Linked DNA regions of Gossypium hirsutum: region 2 is linked to region 1. Evidence: chromatin contacts called from public Hi-C data. All regions are on one chromosome and are shown on one strand. The core of a region is the stretch at or near the end of the contact, and the rest is flanking DNA. Distances in the headings are between cores, read along the strand shown.

Region 1 (3,332 bases), core at 707-3,206:
AAAAAATAAAAATTTTCTTCTTATTCATCTCCTTTGCGTCTCAATTTGTTTAAAGAACGAAATTCGTAAATAGGAAATGTAGGACTAATGCAATTTAACCTTAATTAAATTAAGTCTAAAATGATGATATAACATGTCATGTGTAAATGACAATTAATGACTCAATCATCAAAATACAACAAATTAATAACATTAACGATCATACCATAATTTTTTTTAAATTCGATGATCAAAACGTAATCCAAAATGACTAAATTTGTCGTTAATCAAAACATTGTAAACATTGAAGTCCATTTGCCAATAGAAAAAGAGAACCTCTAATCTTCTGAAGTCATTGGTGGCACTTTCCAAAGCCTTGCTGATCACATATCAGAATTGAAATGATGATTCGACATCTAATTTCTTAGCTCTTTGAAGCTTGCTTTTCCTTGGACTTCTGGATCTTCAGAACCTTCTTTACAATTTTCTGCTCTTCCACCAAGAAGGCTCGAATTATCCTTCGAAAACAATCGGATTTGAATCAATGAGAACCGTCAAACACCAGAACTAGCATCCATGATCATATAACAGCAAATAAATAATGCACTACTTTCTATTTATACCTCTCTCTAACAGCACTGCAGGACAAAACACCACCATAAGCACGATTCACAGTCCGGCGGTTCCTTGGCAATCTAGACCTTTTGTATTCAGCAGGTCTCAAGTGAGGAATCTGCAATGAACCCATGTAAGTAACCCATAAGACCACCCTCAAAAACCTCACAACCTAAATCTTTAGTACGACCCTAGTTGATTGAATCTAAAGAAACAACCCCACGATGCTATTTTGGTCAACAAGGTTTTACATTTCAACTTAATATACAGATGAAGTACCGTAATAAACGGATACAAAGTGAAATGCTCTAGTGGGTTCCCTCATATACAGAAAACATCCTTATGATGAAGTATCTTATATAAGTATGATAAAATGGGTTCCATCCCATCATATATGATTATGCAATCTGGGGATTTCAATATCAATCAAGATATGATGTTAAAGCAAACATTTACAGCGATATACTGCTATAGCTTTCATTACATCCACAAGCACGAAAAGCACACTCGACCAACAACACATTAAATTTCCAACAATCCAAAGTTCTTGCCAGTTCCGAAATGATTTGATTAATACATTTCCTTATTTTAGGATTTGAAACGTTTAAACTCTGTACATTACATTTGACAAACTATACATACCATCAGCATCACTAACTCCATTAGATCTTAAGCAATTATATAAAACCATCCCAATATTTTTTATTTTTTATTTTTTATTTATGCTTAATTCGGAACCTAAAATCCATTAGGCAAACAACAGCAGCAACATGAATATAAACAAAGAGAAAGTACTATTTTTGTGTAAGAGAAAGTACTATTTTTGTGTAAGCAAAAGTATACCTAAATATCATACTCATGGATCAAAATAACAATAAACTCAAAATTTCAACCCAAAAAAAATCTGAATTTAAATTCAAAAGGAAAAGGAAGTACTTACACCCTGAATTCTCTTGCCAGTGACAGGACACTTAGGCCCACTTGCTCTTTTCTTAGTTGTCTGATAGACCAATTTCCCACCTTTAAAAGGAAAAAACAACATAAATTTCAATTAAAAATTAGACCATAAAAATGCGGCACCAATCTCTAAACTTGCAGACTTACCAGGGGTCTTAACGACACGGTGTTGATTGGATTTGGTAGCGTAGCTATGGCGAGTACGGTAAGTGAGCCTTTGAACCATTTTTGATGGTTTTCAAACTTTGGGTTTTACCTTCTCTGCTCTGTTTTATGGTAAGACTTAAGAGAGACAAAGTGGAGACCAAAGGGTTTTGTACCAGAGAAGACAATGTATAAGTAGGGATCCTTTAGGAAGGAAGCCCTAGATCGTACGATTATGTTTTAAGGTTTTTCTATCAACGGTTAAGATTATGCAGAATTGTTAGTAAATTGTATAGTTGGTCACTTAATTTTAAAAACTTTTCATTTTGGACACAAAAAAATATTTGCAACAAGACATAACCGTTTTCATTTTGGTCATCCTCCATGAATTTGGGATAAAGCAATATTATTGTAGATTCATTTTAGTAGTCAAGTAACTTTAATAAATTCTATTTTTGCCACTCATTTTATTTTTTTTTATTTTCTTTAATTTGTTAGAAACTTAGATAATTTCATGTATTGAGAAAAACTAAGATTCCGGTTATTTTAGTAAATATAAGTCAAAGAAAACGTGTTTTGATTAAAAATGTTAAAATGATTTTTGAAAAATAAAAATATGTGAAAATTAGAAAACAATAAAAATGTTATGAAATAAATAACAAAGAAAGTAAGAGAACAATAAATAAGGGAGCAAAAAGAGAGTATAAATTTTATTGATGAATAGAGATGATTTACGATACTTCTCCAAAATCTTTATTTGTAAACATAAGAAGTATACATGATATAAAACTCTATTGATAATGGCTATTAAAGTCCAAAAATATTTCAAATTTTATTTTGATCTTGATGAACATCCACTTAATAATAAAATATTCATAACACTTCTCCTTAAATGTTCATTAGTAGATATAATGTGCCTCTTTAAAACCTTACTAAAATAAAAAATATGGAAAAAGAATTCTCAATGAAAGAAAATGAATACACATATCTATAAATAAAATAAATAACCAAAATATTAAAGTGGTAATTAAAATGGATATATAATAACATTGTCTAACTCCAAATTGATAATAGTAAATAAAATGAAAATAATTATTAGCAACAGTGTTGTTTTGCAAGTTTTTTCAATGCCTAAAATGAAAACTTATAAAAGTTGGGAATAGTAGATATATTATTATTTGTTATCCAATTTTTATTTTATTCAACTTATAATTTTTTTTAGTCAAAACCAATATATCAACAGCTGACAGTAGTGACTACAGTTGTTACTATTAAATTTAATCACTTTGTGGTAATTTAAACATAATAAAAATACTAATATAATGTATTCAACGAATATAAAATTTGTTAAATACATATCACAAAAATTATAAAATAATTAATTAATATAATATTTTGGAATATGTCTAAATAATTAGAAAACAAACTTGATTGCACGTAATAAAATTTCACCGGTAATTAATACAATATATTCAACACATATGAAACTATCATGTGTAATATTTATATCATATTACCATTTAATATTTTAAAATATTTAATAATTTATATTTCTTGGTCATCTTTTGAAACAATTAATTATTTTGTAATAGGCTAATTTTTGGCATGGCCAACAAAAAATAAAAACTTTAATAAAA
Region 2 (3,159 bases), core at 50-2,549, 78 kb after region 1:
TTTAATATATTTATTAAAATGAATTCAATAATTAATTATTCGCGTATTAAACGGTAATACTCATCAATTACTCTATAAAAATCCAACCCTCAAATCAATTAAAATAATTAAGGGATTTTCTTTAATTCTTATTGTGTGATTCTCCTTTTCTTAAAAAACATAGTAAATAAGTTTACTATTCACCATTATTAACAACTTAAATTTCTTTTTAATAAATTATTAATATCTTTGCAACTGAAAGTCCTTTCCATTATTTCTATTTAATAACTAAATTTTGCAACTCATATTCCCTACACCTATAAGTAGTAGTTCTTACTATGTATTTTGGGACTTTTGGAATTGGTCGAATAAAAAACTTGTTATATTTTGTATTGGTAAATTTTGATAACAAAATCCTTGAACTTTAATTTTTGCTAATGTTTTGGATGAATGTAAATCTATCTATGATATCAAAACTGTTTATAGCAACATTTACTAGAGGCTGGTTTGGATTAGATCAAGGAAATTAGCTTCTTAATTTTGTTGAGATTGGATTGAATCGAGTAAATTTGAAAGCATATATTGAAGATTTAAGACTTACCTTGAGTTAATTGAAGATATTCGATATACTAATTATATTCGTGATTTTATGAGAAAATTGCTAATAATAGATATACTATGTTAGCAAGTTTGATTCCTTATAAATTGAGTAGATTTGTACAAGTAAGAGATTGATTAGAGATCAGTTATTCATTTAGATTATAGGTGCAAAAATGAGGAGCCTATTCTCATGAGTGTTAAAAATTGTAATCATTTGTTGTACGGGTTACTAATATAGTGGATTATATTTCTAGGCAAGCCTTTGCAAGCGTAGGGAAATCAAACTATATAAATATATTGAGTGTTCATGTTTTTTTTTTCTTTTTTTCGGTTCATCATCAGTGTTTGAAGCTGCTATCACTACCCCGTAAACACTGCTTCTGATACAACTTGTATTTGCCTACTAGTATCATTTCAGAATTTTCAATTGGTACCCAAATTTGCCTCTTGACACATCTACTAATTTCCTAGTGTTGATATTTGAAGTCGGGCAAAAAAGTTTTTAAAATATGGACTCCAAAATCAAATTGTAGTCTCAAACATTAACCAAAATTTAGAAGAAAAAAAATGCATTTACAATCAAGCCCCCAACATTGGGTCCTAGTGGGCTTCAAAAATAGGTATAAGAACAATTTACAAAAGGCCTTAAACTGGAGCTAAAATGAGCCAAAACATAGGCTCTAAAATTGGACCAATATTAGGTTGAGCACACAATTCAAAGTAGACACCAAATTGGAATCCCCTTTGAATTTAATGGACTAGAAATAATTGAGCTGAAGGGGGTGTAAAGACAATTGGATTTTCAAAAACAAATTTCCAAATTTAAAAGGGCTCGAAAGGACACCTTTTCATGCATGGGTTAAGGACCAAATCCAAAAAGTTAGGCTCACTTGGGACCCAGAATTAGGTCTTCCAATTATTTCACCCAAATAAAAAATGTGTTGGCCTAATTCAACTTCCCTTCTTATTTTACCCTTACAATTTGATTTAGTAATTCTGGTCCCCAACATTTACAACCAAACCTTTACATTTTAATTTTAAAACTAAATTAAGATTAATCCAGAAAACCCCACGAGACCCTATTTCATGAATTCAAATTTCAATCAATCTTAAATAGAATAGTCCAGTACATACAACTTACTTTTTCTTTTCTTTTTTTGCGCATTTTCTATACTTAATTACCTTCTACTCCTTTTTATTTAAAAAAAACAAGACTTTTATCAGATAATTTCTTGATTCGATCTATAAAAGTTTCTATAGATATAATTTTTTGTGTTAATGAAAATATGTATGAGCATGCAAATGATATTTGTAAACTCAACTGACAATCTATGAGATGATTTTCCTGAATTAATAATATATCAAAGCTTGCTATTTTGTGGTCCAAATTGGAAAAGGGTTCTTAATTATTCGCAGTGTTTGAGATGCTTTTTTGCATAGAAAGACAAGCAATGCAATAGGATAAAAATATAGTTTCAAAGAGGGTAAGAGTCTTTTTTTTGTCAATTTGCATCAAGCAACACAAATTTTCTATTCCTATATTAACTTTTCCACTTTAATCTCTATTATTGGGTTATCTTCATCAAAATCTCTTGTCTTTGGTGAATCCCTAATGTCTTTTTAGGATATCATAATTTAAAAGAATATATAATTCACTTTATTCATTTCATATTGTATTTTAGTATTTTTTTCATTTTAAAATATTCTTGTTTTAGTTTTAAAATTTATGGCCATCATCTACCCTTAATAGACCTACAGAATACGGATAATTAATTACTAAGTTTATTCTAGTAGATAGTTTAAGAATTAAAAAAATGTAGACTAAAATTGACCCACCATACAGGGTACCAAAATCTGATTAACAATACTTTATTTAAAATTGCAAATGAGATTATGAAATAAAATTGGAAGCCTAAGATGCTTTGTTGAAGACCTAAAAAGCCAAAATGAAACTATAGGCTTTATTAATTACTGTGGACATCTTTAGTTGGGTTGGGTTGGTGAGTGGCAGAGAGGGTCTCATCTTTTCAACATTTTAAAACATAATCATATACTTAAGTCTTTATCAATCCTCAAATCCATCCTTAATAAGTAAGTGCCTTTCTCCCCTTTTTATATTTTCTACTTTAATTGTGTTTTGTTAATTTCATAATTCAATATTCATACCCTTAACCTAAATAAAATACCCTAATTAGTATAAATTATTGTAGGACCAATGCATCTCTATTTCAGTAATTGCCAAACATTTTCCCCACACCTAATATGCAATTTTTATTCTCAATTTTTTTTATATTACCAATATTTGGGATATATCAAAAAAAGTCTCATCAACATTTTTATTACAAAAAAAAAAGAAGAAAATTTTGATTTATATGTCCTTTCCTCTTATAATTATTTTTAAATAATAATGGAACAGAAGAAAAACAAATAAAATATTGGTCATACCCACCTGGTGGATGGTGGTAATCAAAATTGGCAAAATTTGGCATGTTATTGCAACATCGCATACTCTCCCATCGCTGTCCATACCGACATGACCTAACTATATGTCCATTGATTGGCAGATTTGATATATTTCAA

What was found. A called contact is a pair of places that touch in the nucleus more often than the background predicts.
Region 2: a Hi-C map of leaf shows a contact between it and region 1, with 2.1 times the contacts expected there. The contact joins the enhancer-like site here to the promoter of LOC107943246 in region 1. A contact is called at or near these places in 14 of 34 Hi-C or Micro-C datasets (anther, callus, hypocotyl and 3 more).

Annotation. Positions count from the first base shown.
Region 1 is chrA05:101,542,031-101,545,362 of Gossypium_hirsutum_v2.1, forward strand. It overlaps LOC107943246 (60S ribosomal protein L34), which reads right to left and starts at 1,957. Exons shown (of 5, transcript XR_005927379.1): 1 at 1,699-1,957; 2 at 1,535-1,614; 3 at 603-712; 4 at 316-497. It overlaps LOC121229594 (a long non-coding RNA gene), which reads right to left. Exons shown (of 2, transcript XR_005927380.1): 2 at 3,220-3,332.
Region 2 is chrA05:101,620,777-101,623,935 of Gossypium_hirsutum_v2.1, forward strand. No RefSeq gene overlaps it. Among protein-coding and RNA genes, the nearest start is that of LOC121229598, 3.3 kb to the right of the region's middle. Within about 2 kb of position 1,300, at least 4 of the 9 cell types and tissues checked have an H3K27ac peak or open chromatin away from gene starts, as enhancers often do. A contact at or near this core is called in leaf, where this site is marked.